Linked DNA regions of Danio rerio: region 1 is linked to region 2. The links are chromatin contacts, called in public HiCAR-type maps. All regions are on one chromosome and are shown on one strand. The core of a region is the stretch at or near the end of the contact, and the rest is flanking DNA. Distances in the headings are between cores, read along the strand shown. Region 1 holds the start of zdhhc13 (zDHHC palmitoyltransferase 13). Region 2 holds the start of btr07 (bloodthirsty-related gene family, member 7).

Region 1 (6,671 bases), core at 2,799-5,298, 280 kb after region 2:
TGTAGTAATTTATGCATATGAGTGATGCATATGTAAATATATGCAAATATAGTGTATATAGGTCTATATCTTATACAAAATGTGTGTATATGCAGATTGAATAATGCTGCATATAGTTTTTTTACATTAAATGCTGAATAAACACAGACCTGCATTAGGGCTGCCTTAAATTAGCTGTGTAAAGACGGCTATAGATTCATAAATAATGTAAATATGGGTTAAATGTGAAAGATTAAAACGGATAAAAAGAAAGTGCAGTTGTAATAAATTAAATGGAAGCACATTTATTCTATTTTTATCATACATTTAATTTGTATTTAAATGTATGATTTATTGTCTATCATACATTTTACTGTGCAGAAGACTCCCCTTAAAATGCCAGTCACTGTAAAAAGAAATAAGGTTTTTATACCAAACCTCTTGTTTGACATATTTTAATCAAGCTGTATTTTAATTTAGTTAGGATGACTCAGCCTACTGTTTTACACTCACTGGCCACTTTATTAGGTACACCTTACTAGAACCAGGTTGGATAGAGATTTTGCTCCATATTGACATGATAGCATCATGCAGTTGCTGCAGATTTGTCGGCTGCATATCCATGATGTGAATCTCCCATTCCAACACATCCCAAAGGTGCTCTATTGTATTGGGATCTGGTGACTGTTGAGGCCATTTGAGTACAGTGAACTCATTGTCATGTTCAAGAAACCAGTATGAGATGATTTGTGATTTATGACATGGTGCGTGTTCTTGCTAGAAGTAGCCATCAGAGGGCACCATTACACCACCTGCAGCCTGAACCGTTGATGCAAGGCAGGATGGATCCATGCTTTTATGTTGTTGACGCCAAATACTGACCCTACTAGCCGAATGTTGCAGCAGAAATCAATACTCATCAGACCGGGCAACGTTTTTCCAATCTTCTATTGTCCATATTTAGTAAACTTGTGCTAATTGTAGCCTTAATTTCCTGTTTTTAGCTGACAGGAGTGACACTGGTGTGGTCTTCTGCTGCTGTAGCCCATCTGCCTCAAGGTTAGACGTGTTGTGTGTTCAGAGATGCTCTTCTGCATGCCTTGGGTGGCAACGAGTTACTGTTGCCTTTCTATCATCTTGAACCAGTCTGGCCATGTTCAAGTAGGACATGAACATATATACATTATGTTTGCATACATTTTACATATGCATCATTCAAACATTACTGCATATGCATTCGCATTGTCAATGTTGGAGGACAAAATAAAAAAATACACTTTTTTGCTGTAATTTTAGGCATATGATTACATATTATATTGTTTAAGAAAGGGCTATTATGGATCAAATGTATTATCAATATTATTATATTTGCATGTACTCCCCGTGTTGGTGTAGGTTACCTCCAGGTGCTCCGGTTTCCACCACAAGTCCAAGACAGGCACTATAGGTGAATTGGGTAAGCTAAATTGTCTGTAGTGTGTGTGTGAATGAAAGTGTATGTGTGTTTCCCAGTGATGGGTTGCAGCTGGAAGGGCATCTGCTGCGTAAAACATATGCTGGATAAGTTGGTGGTTCATTCGTCTATAGTGTTCCCTGATTAATAAAGGGAGTAAGCCAAAAACAAAATGAATTATTATTATTAATATTAATATTATTATTATTATTATGAAATGGTCAGAATAATTAGTTGAAGAACCTCACCTGGATATTATGTGAATTCTGTGTATAAAATCACATTTATTTAATTTAGAATCCAAAAACCACAAAAGCTCTGGTGTTTCAATAACAGCAAAATAGTTAATTTTTTTATGACATGTGCCTTTAGTAGGCTATCCGTAATGTTAAAGGGTTAGTAAAAATAAGGTCAACCTCATTAAACGTCTACAAACATTGTATTTGCATGATACATGTACAAACAATGCCCATTATTGTTAGCTCTGCATAAAGCTGCAATGCTTCGAATAGATGTGTTACTTCACAAATTTAAACAATGGCTAAAAGGAATCTCATTCACATTTATGTGGCTTTCACATTGTGAAACTGAACTGGAACAGCAAGTTGAACAGGTATGTAACGCACACACAGCGTGAATTTGATGTAAAGATAATCTGCATTTCTTTTTGTATGAGTATGACTCCTGGCCAGGGGGACAGTGATGAATATTTAGAAATATTCCTACAATATCTGGCTTGAAACGTGTGCTAAAATAAATGCAGATTATCATTATTATTTTAGTTTTTCTCAGTGACTTTCATAGTAACTTTTTTGTCCCACAATTGTAAGTTGATGGGTATCAGCATTCTTCAAAATATCTTCTTTTGTGATCAACAGATGAATCAAACCGTTTAAAACCATGTGAGGGAGAATAAATGAATTATGGGTGTATTATCCATTTAATTTGAAATCTTAGTTTTTAATTTATATAGTTTACACAAAAACTAAAATGTACACACTGTTTAATCACCCTCCATTGGATTCAAGCATTTTAATCTATTAACCATTAACATTCATAGTAAGGAAAACAATTACTATGGAACAAATATTTAGAAGTATTCCCATTATATCTGGCTTGAAGCGTGTGCTCATATAAATGCAGATTATCGTTATTACTTTAGTTTTTCTCAGTGACTTCCATAGTAACTTTTTTGTCCTACAATGGCAGTCGGTGGGTATCAGCATTCTTCAAATTATCTTCTTTTAAGATCAGCAGAAAAATGAAACTTATAGAAGTTTAAAACCATGTGAGGAAGAATAAACATTTTTTTTGGGTGTACTATCCATTTAATTTGAAATATTAGTTTATTATTTCTATAGTTTCAACCAAAAAAATAAAAAATAAATGTACACACTACTGAATCACCCTCAATTGGATTCAAACCTTTTAGTTTTATTTATTAATCATTAACATCCATAGTAGGAAAACAAATACTATGAAACAAATATTCCCAATATATCTGACTAGAAGAAGCGTGTGCTAAAATAAATGCAAATTATCTTTATTATTCAATTATTTTTTCAGTGACTTCCATAGTAACTTTTTTTGTCCTACAATTGTAAGTCGATGGGTATCAGCATTCTTCAAAATATCTTCTTTTGTGATCAACAGAAGAAAGAAACTCATAGAAGTTTAAAATGTGAGGAAGAATAAATGAATGGGTGTATTATCCATTTAATTTGAAATATTAGTTTTAAATTGATATAGTTTTCACAAAAACAGAAATGTACACACTGTTTAATCACCCTCCATTGTTTTAAAACCTATTAATATATTAACCATTAACATTCATAGTATGAAAAACAATTACTATGGAAAAATATTTAGAAATATTCCTACAATATCTGGCTTGAATCGTGTGCTAAAATAAATGCAGATTATCGTTATTATTTTAGTTTTTCTTAGTGACTTCCATCGTAACCTTTTTGACCTACAGTGGAAGTTGATGGGTATCAGCATTCTTCAAACAATCTTCTTTTAAGATCAACAGAAAAATGAAACGTATAGAAGTTTAAAACCATGTGAGAAAGAAAAAATGAGGTTATTAGAGTTTTTGGGTGTATTATTCATTTAATTTGAAATATTGGCTTTTTATTCATATAGTTTACACCAAAATAAAAACGTGCACACTGTTTATTCCCCCTCCATTGGATTCAACCTTTCTGTTTTATTTTTCTATTGAACACAAATAAAAAAACGCAGATATTCTAAAGAAAGCTAAACAATTATTGCCCATTAACATTCATAGTAGGAAACACAAATACTATGGAAGAAATTTTTAGAAATATTCCCAGTATGTCTGGTTAGAAGAAGCGTGTGCTAAAATCCTTAGCTCCAGGAAATCAGGAAATCTCATGAAATCTCATGAATGTTCATGTGTATGTGAAACCGAAAATCTAGAATAAATTAATCATCTGGACATAAATCATAAATAAATGCAGATTATCATTAGCATTCGCGCTTGAGTGCAAGTATGTCAGGAAATGCAAATAAGGTAACCCTCAGCGTCACTGAGACGAAGCGGCCAATCAGAACGCAGACTTTTTTGTCACTCGTATCCAGGAAGTGGAAGATGCACCGACCGCACACCCGACTTCAGTTTCTGTCAGAGTAAATCTTGATGGTAAATCACGGATAACCTCGTACAGAAGTGATGGACTGGTCAGAAGGAGACGGAGTAAGGGGGAAAATCATTTATGTGCTCTTTTGTTTTGTCTTTTAATGGATTTATAAGACCGGTTAAGCTAACTTAGCATCTATTGCTAACTGATCACCTGTGTGTAACGTTACGTTTATTAATGGGGGTCTAAATCCTGTTTTTAGATCACTGGACGATTCAGAGTTTAAACCATCACTAGAACAAACAATTTGTTTACCTGAAGCATACACTAAATTATATTTCTGACAATTGTGCTCTCAAATTAATAATTGCTAAATTTAAAGTGTCATACTCCAAGACAAACACGTAACTTAATTGTAATTAAAATACCTATCTGACATAAAGCCTGTTACCTGCTAGTCTTGAAAATATTTAATTTTACTCTCTTATGGACACAGCCATGTTGAAACCACATGACTAGCCTTATCATATTCTGTCCTCAGGTTTGATAGTTTATGAGTTGAACACACTTGAATGTAACGTTACTTCTGTATGCCCATAGCCAGTCTATTAAAATGGGTGGTTCTTTTTTTTCTCAAAAAGTGGACCTTTTCGCAGTCATTCGCCTCATTTTCTATTAATAATTATGAGGTCTAAGTTACAATCTAATTATGAGGTTCAAATGCTGCATTTTAGTGACCTTTTAAGCACTAAATTTAGCTTGTTGGATGGTTGTCATTAGCCCACTTTTTGATGCAACAAAAATATTTCCGACAAGTGCTTACCATACTAGTTTATGTTTACTAAAAATTGTTTTAATTTACAAATGTGCATTAGGTGTTACAGTTTTAAAAGTAATGTAATGAGATTAGGCATGGGACGATAACCGTTTTCAAGGTATACCACGGTTTGAAAAAGGTTCCTTAGGTATGTGTAAGTTTTTTTTATTTACATTTTTTTGTGGTTGTTTTTTTAGGACAACAATATCTCCAGCAGGAAAAAAAACCATATATATATATATATATATATATATATATATATATATATATATATATATATATATATATGTATATGTATATATATATATATATATATATATATATATATATATATATATATATATATGTATATATATATATATATATATATATATATATATATGTATATATGTATATATGTATATGGGTCAATGACGTGACGCTCATTTTTTTGTGTCCATGTCTTTTAAATAAATTCAAGTAGGTTACAGTTTCAAAATAAATAAGCAAATTACTTGCATACATTCTCTATTTTGAGGACCAAGTTTAATTTTTTGGTTTTAATCCATTTTAAGAAAATTTTTAGGGGATTATTGCAAGAATGTCAATGTGGTGTAACCAAAAAAAATTGGTACCAAATAGTTTACCTTGTTTAAAAAATGTGAAAGCCTCAATGAAACATTGTATCGGCTAGTCTGGCATAATTTTACATTAGACATATTTAATAGTAAATAAAGGTAAATATAGCACAATTGTTTTAAATATTATAATTCATTTGGGGAATTTTTTCTGTCACCTCAAATTTCTGAAATGTCAAGATGGTGTAACCACCATTTATTGAGCCATTTTGTTAATATTGTGCACAAGACAGTTAGACAGGAAATTGAATCACAGAGAAGAACTCTTGATAAGACTAATTACTGCATGCAAAGGTTAGTAACTCTTTTTAAAATGTGAGATACTTTGACCTTTTTAAGGTATGGTCAGCTATTCTTAGATATGCATGTCAAATGGTAAGACCCCAGAAATGCACTGATAATTGTTCATAATTATAAAAATAAGTATTATATTTAAAAGTTAAATTTGAAATATTCCCACCAAGCCCATGTGCTTACATAGATGTTATTGATAATGCCTGTCAAATTTCATTTTAAGTTGAAATGTCAAGGGGTGTAACTGGTTACACCATTTGACTCATATAGCAGGAGTCTTTCTGTCAGGGGTCAATTTAGTCAAATATCATTAGTTCATGATGCTGATCAAAAATGCGACATAAATTAAACTACTATTTGTGTTCATAGTGTAGATTATTTATTTATTTTTGTTTGAGAAATAGGTGCTTAATCCACAACCTTACTATTAAAGCTCTGTAAACATAGGATAAAATTATTTTACTGCACAACATGAATGTTTTTTTTTTTTTGTTTATGTTAATCCATGTTTATATTCACACAATATAATGTACACACTCTCTCATTCACACACACATTCATACACTACAGTCAATTTAGTTTTTCTAATTCACCTATACCGCAAGTCTTTGGACTGTGGGGGAAACTGGAGCTCCCAGAGGAAACCCATGTCAACTCCACACAGTAAGCCATCCTGGTCCATCTTGGACTCAAACCAGCAACCTTCTTGCTGTGAGACAACTGTGCTAACCACATTAGCCACTGTATCACCCTCCTTTGAAATGTTGTAAGTATTTTTTTTCTTTTTGAGAAAGTCTTATTTCTTTTAGTTTGGATAGAATAAAAGCAGTTTTTAAAATGTTTAAGCAGTTTTTAAGGTCAATATTGTTAGCCTTCTTAAATACAGAACAAACCACAGTTACCCAATG
Region 2 (7,558 bases), core at 1,303-3,802:
ACCTTTCAGAAGAACAACCATCTCTGCAGCCGTCCAACAAAGAACTAGAGTGGCTAAATTCTTTGACAGTTCGGCTAGAGTTTGCCAAAAGGTGATTGAAGGACTCTGAGACCACACAAAAAAAACCTCAATTCTCTGGTCTGATAAAATAAAGATTCAAGTCTCTTTTGATATTATCAAAACGGTGGTAGCAGCATCAGTTTTGGGAATGTTTTTCAGAGGCAGGAACTGGGAGACTAGTCAGAAATAAAGAAAAGATTAATGCTGCAATGTACAGAGTCATTCTAGAGAAAGCCTGCTCCAGAATGCTTTGGACCTCCGAGCCATTCATTTATCAACTGAACGGTGACCTTAAGCACAAAGCCAAGATAAAAGAGTTGCTACAGAACAGCTTTGTGAATGTCCTTGAGTGGCCTAGCCAGAGCCCAGATTTGAACCTGTTTAAACATCATTTGAAAGATCTGAAAATGGCTGTGCACTCTCCATCCAACATGATAAGGTTTTAGAAACTGTTAAAAAATAGGCGTGCCAAGCTTGTATCATCATACTCAAAAAGACTTGAGGCTGTAATTAAATGCTTAGATTTCTATATTTATTCAGTCATTTTGTTTTTCACTTACATGGAGGCTCATCCATACTGTCTTTGAGTTTGAGTTTTTGTGCTTGAAGTAATCCTGTCATTGTTCTTCTTTTCTTTCAGCCTTTTGAAAAAAGTTACACAACACATTTCATTACAAATCAAGTAAAGTCAAGCCATTGAATAGATATTTTAAAGCTATTCTGGTAAAATAGCCTAGAAGCTTGATATAAATTGCAGTAAAGTGAGTGAAAGTAATGCTTTAATGGAATGTAAATCATTAGGATCTAAAACTGACCATAATATACAGCTCTTATGTTAGAAAAAAACAAAGGAAAAAAAAAACCCGCTAGAGTTCTGATGAATTCATTACATTATTAAAATATTCTGGTATTCATTGCATTCAATTTTATCGTCTAATTTACAATGTTTGATTGTGACCAAACTAAAATACAAACTTTAGAGGAACTAGATACTTCTTTAAGCATGTACATACATGTAGAGAATTTCACAAACCTTTTAAAACGATGGATGTCGATTGTCTTCAAAAGCAAAGGCAAATTAAACTGTCCTTCAGAACCATGTTGTGTGTAAGACTTTGACCTTGAATCAGGTGTCTTTGTGCGCAGTTTTATGGTGTATTACATAAATCACAAGCTCAAATGCTATTAAGACATATGAATACTGCTTCGTCTATGACAGGATGGCATTAGAATTATAAACACCTATCTTAAATATCAGTATTTGCTTGATGTACTAAACATCCCTTAAGAATATGTATTATTTGAAGTCCCATACCTTTGCAGGAAAAGCTCAATGTAGCTACAGTAGCTGGTGAAGCTTGTATGTTGCCTCCCTCTTGTGGACACTTAACTGCTCTAAAGAGAGGAATAAAATGAAATGTAATAAAATGTCAAATGTTTTTGCTTTCCTCGTGAAAAAAAAAGTTTATTCTTGTGTGCTATGAGTATAATTAATGTAAGTTAGGCCTGTCGAAATCTCTGCATTTAAACTCTGTGTCGAGAAGCGCGCGAGGCATGATGATGACGTGCCTGACGTGGTTTGTTTTTGTTAGCTTACGCTACATTACAGATAACTCGGAAAATTAAGTTTTAAACTTGGAAATAACAACTACAACATCCTACAAGCGATCTTCAGCCCATGATGCATCATTTGATATCGCTTCATGACAGATTTATGTGAGTATGACATTTTTCTTTGTTGATAAATGATAGGCTAATCCTGATTGTTTTGTGTTGTCTTTTAACGTTAACATTTAATAGGCCTAACTAAAATATAATTAGTACAAGTAATTGTGTGAGTTTTGAGAAGCAATGTGCAAATCTTTTTCGACAGCAGGTGGCGCAAAAGTATGTGTTTTCACTGTCAAACTGACCCCAGTTTATTGAATTTGTTGAACTAGAGATGCTTTAGCTGTTTCTCTTTTTCTTCTTTACTATTATTTGAATGTTGTTCAATGTCCAAGTGTGAAGTTTAAGGGGGTTGACCCCCTAATTAACGCTTGATCCCCCCTGAAGGACATAAAAATAAGATGTAAGGAAGGGGGTTTGACACATTGTGAGGTCTAATTTATTTTTAATGTGCATCCATCTTGGACTTAGTGTTAACATAACCCAGAAAACACATTTTTGAAAATAATAATAAAAACATATTGTGTATCTTGATATTTTATATACAGCATATAAAGCACATCCAGGAGATTGTTATCGTGAAATAAAACCTGACAGGCTTATGTGGTATAAGTCTGAAGGGCTTTGTTCTATGTAAACCCAGTCCTTGATGTTCTTTATCCTGTTTATTACACGGCTACATACGACAAAATGTAACAGTTACTCACAAAACATTGCTCTGATCCATAATAGTTTATTAATTCTTCAATTAAACGCGAAGCTGACAGAAATTGAAATGGCTAAATATAGCAGATGCTTACCTATGTTTAATTCAGTCACATGATTAAACCAAACCTTTTAAAACAAGACAGACAAGCATATATTTTGAATGTGAGCATATTGACTGACGGTCAAGATGATTCGAAGTACCTATATCAGGCTCTGTGATTAGTTTCAGTGGCTTCTTAATAGTAAGAAATAGCTTTCTCTGATCTATATCTTTAATTATTAATAATTAAAAATGTATAATATAAATATACATTGATCCCCTACAACAGTTTATACAATTGTGAATGCACAATTATGGAAGCTCGTTTCTCCCACTGAATAAAAAATAAGAAGAAGAAAAAATAAATAAAATAAAAATGATTAAGTCAGAATTGCAAGTTATGAAGTCAGAATTTCTTTCCCAGTGATGGGTTGCGGCTGGAAGGGCATTCTCTGCGTAAAAACTTGCTGGATAAGTTGGCGGTTCATTCCGCTGTGGCGACCCCAGATTAATAAAGGGACTAAGCCAACAAGAAAATAAATGAATGAAAGTCAGAATTGCAAGTTATAAAGTCAGAATAACTCGAAAATGCGACATTATTACTCAGAATTTTAACTTTATAACTTCTAATTCTGACTTTATAACTCAGAATTTAGACTTTTTTATGGAATCATACTTTTTCTTTTCGGCTTATAGTCCCTAGCGGAATGAATGAACACTCATACACTACGGACGATTTAGCCTACTCAATTCACCTATACCACATTTCTTTGGACTGTGGGGGAAACCGGAGCACCCGGAGGAACCCGAAGAACATGCAACTCCACACAGAAATGCCAACTGACCCAGCTGAGGCTCGAACCAGCGACCTTCTTGTTGTGAGGCAACAGCACTACCTACTGCACCACCGCATCGCGAATTCAGACTTAATAACTTGCAATTTTGATAAAATAACTCAGAATTGTGACTTTATAACTCAGAATTCAGACTTATTAACTTGCAATTCCGCCTTCACATCTAAGAATTCTGACTTAATAACTCAGAATTGCGATATTATAACTCAGAATTCAGACTTAACAACCTGCAATTCTGCCTTTATAACTCAGAAAATAGACTTAATAACTTGCAATTCTGATTTTATAAATCAGAATTCTGACCTTATAATTTTTCTAAAAATTGTATTTATTTATTTATTTATTTATTTTTGGCTTCTATACATAATCGCGCCAATCAATGCTAGTAAAAATATCATTCAACAGTCTAAAACTGGCAGTTTCAGAGCACCAATAGACATCTTAAGTATTCACAAAACATGTTTCTTGTAAAATCTGCATGTAGCCAAAAAAAAAGAAGAAAAAATAGAGTTTGTATAGTTTGACCTAGAGTAACCTCTAAAATAGTCGCTATACAGTATGCCTCAAAACACTGAAAACGTATAAATTTTATTAATAAATTAGATGTAATATAAATACTTTCATAAATCTGATTCATGGCGAAGCGGTGGTAGTGCTGTTGCCTCACTGCAAGAAGGTTGCTGGTTCGAGCCCCGGCTGGGTCAGTTGGCATTTCTGTGTGAAGTTTAAATGTTCTCCCGCGTTTGTGTGGGTTTCCTCCAGGAGCTCCGGTTTCCCCTGCAGTCCAAAGACATGCGATACAGGTGAACTGGGTAAACTAAAGTGTGAATGAGAGTGTATGGATGTTTCCCAGAGATGGGTTGCAGCTGGAAGGCCATATGCTTAAAACATATGCTGGATAAGTTGGCGGTTCATTCCACTGTGGCGACCCCAGATTTATAAAGGGACTAAGCCGAAAAGAAAATAAATGAATGAATTTGATTGATTTGATTTGATTTGATTTGATTGACCTCCCGATCGTCAATGTATAATTCATACACTGCTCTTAGTTATAAGGTGAAAATTTTTCTTATCATTAGAATTATTTATTCATTAGATCATATTCAGCTTCAAGGTTTACAGCAATTTGCAAAAACAAGGTTTTATTACTGCTGTTTTTTTTTTTTGTTTTGTTATACCATTCCTATGGTGGTATGTGTTTTTTGCGACTATTTTATTTAGTTTATAAATTTTATTAAGGTCATAAAGTAGTTGTTTTTTACCCAGACATTTAAAAAGAACATATTGTAGAGCAGTAAGCACAATATCATGATATCGTGATATTTTTTTCTAAGATTATCATACTGTCAGCATCTCATATCAGCTCATGATAACAAAAACAGTCAAAGCACACGAATGTTTGACAGTTTATGACTATCCATATCCATAATCCATATTAATCATTATTTTATCTTTCAATCAGGCCTAATTTATGTCATGGTATCAAGTTGTTCCATAGTATTGGCTGTTTAATAATGCAGTGGAAAATATGTTGGCAGCACATGCTCATCTCTCTAAGGCAGCACTTCATCTGAAGAGCACTATATGCTCAACTTATCTGAGAGTTCATCTAGCATTAGGATTGAAGAGCCCTGCAACAACACACAGCTACACACTCACGCAAACAGCAATAGCGGTGGCATACACACACATGGCTGCGCTTGAACTGAATTAAAATAGTGAGGACGCAGCATTATGTAAATGCAGGCCCATTCCCCTCTCTGGCTCTCGAAAAATTGGATGATGTGTTACAGTGATACCGGAGTGAATGGAAGGGCACCGTCTCAGGTTCCCATCAGCAGCATTTCCTCCTCTTCTGCCATCTTGCTGTCCCCTTTTCACATTCCCCCATGATTCCCTTTATTAAATGAGCTTGCAAAACCACATAGCCATAAGTATTAGAGCTTGCAGAGAATAGAGAAGATTCTGGCAAGAAGAGAATCCGACAAAACTGATGTGCCTATTGTATTTTTGGGGTTTTTCTCAATGCACTAGTCATTAATATCTTAGAAAACATTATTTTTAGCATTTTATCTAGTTTTAATAAACCCATAAACACTGACATTGTGTAAAAACAGACCACATAGAGCTTTCCTTATTATCCTGAATATTGTCTATTTATGATATATACTAACCGGCCATTTTATTAGGTACAACTGTCCAACTGCTTGTTGATGCAAATTTCCAATCAGCCAATCACAAGGCAGCAACTCAGTGCATTTAGGCGTGTAGACATGGTCAACATGGTCTACTGCAGTTCAAACCGAGCATCAGAATGGGCAAATGGTACTCACTGTAGAGCCACTTGGGCAGAGCTGAGCTCCAGCAAGGGCGAGCTTGAGCTCCAGCTCCTCTTTCCTTGCACTTCTTCTACAAGTGATGCACTGGGGGTTGGGGTTAGAGGTGGGGTGGGTGTACGCATTAAAAAAGCTTACAGGAGGAGGAGTTGGAGCTCAAGCTCCCCCTCATTGGAGACCAAGTGGCTCTGCAGCAAGCAGTGTCTCAGAATGGGGAAGAAAGGTGATTTAAGTGACTTCGAACGTGGCATGGTTGCTGGTGTCAGACGGGCTGGTCTGAGTATTTCAGAAACTGCTGATTTTCACGCACAACCATCTCTAGGGTTTAAAGAGAATAGTCAGAAAAAGAGAAAATTACCAGTGAGCACAAATGCCTTGTTGATTCAAGAGGTCAGAGGAGAATGGCCAGACTGGTTCCAGTTGGTAGAAAGGCAACAGTAACTCAAATAACCACTCGTTACAACCGAGGAATGCAGAAGATCATCTCTAAACACACAACACGAATCTTGGATGGGCTAGAACAGGAAACTGAGGCTACAATTCGCACATGCCAAATCCAGCAGGATAACGCGCCATGTCATAAAGTGAGAATCATCTCAGACTGATTTCTTGAGCATGACAATGAGTTTACTATACTCAAATGGCCTTCACAGTCACCAGACCTCAATCCAATAGAGCACCCTTGGGATGTGGGGTGGAACGGAAGATTCACATCATAGATGTGCAGCCGATAAATCTGGAGCAACTGCGTGATGCTATAATGTCAATAAGAACCAAAATCTCAGGAATATTTCCAGTACCTTGTTAAATCTATGCCATTAAGGATTAAGGCAGTTCTGAATGCAAAAATAGGGCTCAACCCAGAACTAGCAAGATGCACCTAATAAAGTGGCCGGTTAGTGTATATGAAGAGTTCAAATATAAAACCTTTTTTTCCTTAAAATTAGCATTTTTCTCAGCCTTCTCAGACATGTTTATGTTCATATATTTCACATTAAAGGCAATGAAAAAACAACTTTTTTTCACCATACAAGTAAAATTACTGAACCTACATACAGGAGCCTTAGAAAAATGTTCAATTTAAAAGAAACTTTCAGATGAACTCTTCATATATAAGTTATGCATTTATATATATTTAAATGTTGATGCATTACACATGCTATTTTTTGTTATAAAGATGCATCCCAAATGATGCAGGTGTTAAATGTATAATTCTTTATATAGTTTAATATTTTTTATTGTTAGTTAATGTAATAAGTCAAATAATGTTAATGGATTAAAAAAGAAAGTCAAACACAACTGGAACCACAAGGACATGAATAAATAACAATTTTCTTTTTCCTTTTTTTGTTGTTGCAAAGAACAGAGGCGTGCTGTTTAACTGATTTATGATTTTCACTTGGCAGATGATCAAATGGGCAAAAAATAGACCCTGGCTGTGTTCAAAACTGCCCCTGTACTTCATTCCCTGTTCTCCACATTAGATCAATTATATATAGTCCATTTGAAAGATTGAATTCAGACACTGAATGCAGCAAAGGTATTGTCCCTTTTGCATCTTTTGTGCTTGCTGTTTAGTAATCAATTGAAGCTTAGTAAACTTTAGCTCTAGTAGAAAGATTGATATAGAATGAATAAACCTAAATTAAGCAAATTACTACTGAATATATTGTGCTCTGCTCCAGATTGGGCTAAAATGGAAAGTTGAATTATTTGAATGCAAGTGCCATCTAGCAGCCAGATGCTGGAATTTGGCATGGCCATTAAAGTGCTTAAATCTTTCTAGCCCTTATATTTAAAGCACCCAACAGCTTATCTAATACATTTTACCGTTTGTTTACACTTGCATTTTGGTCCGCTTTGTCCCTTTGATCTGGACCTTAAAAAGAAAA

The links. HiCAR-type assays count read pairs that join an accessible place to other places.
Region 1: a contact with region 2 is called in a HiCAR-type map of caudal fin, with 11 times the contacts expected there. The contact joins the promoter of zdhhc13 here to the promoter of btr07 in region 2. A contact is called at or near these places in 4 of 18 Hi-C or Micro-C datasets (caudal fin, embryo and hematopoietic stem cells) and 2 of 4 datasets of contacts at active chromatin or transcription factors (caudal fin and embryo).

Annotation. Positions count from the first base shown.
Region 1 is chr7:16,510,735-16,517,405 of GRCz12tu, forward strand. It overlaps zdhhc13 (zDHHC palmitoyltransferase 13), which reads left to right and starts at 4,049. Exons shown (of 17, transcript NM_001008650.3): 1 at 4,049-4,151. The coding sequence starts at 4,128. The region is part of intron 2 of LOC141375331 (a long non-coding RNA gene); the gene reads right to left.
Region 2 is chr7:16,235,866-16,243,423 of GRCz12tu, forward strand. It overlaps btr07 (bloodthirsty-related gene family, member 7), which reads right to left and starts at 2,553. Exons shown (of 9, transcript XM_073908142.1): 1 at 2,529-2,553; 2 at 1,376-1,455; 3 at 621-701. The coding sequence starts at 681. LOC137496158 (a long non-coding RNA gene) reads left to right here and starts at 1,393. Exons shown (of 8, transcript XR_012383202.1): 1 at 1,393-1,776.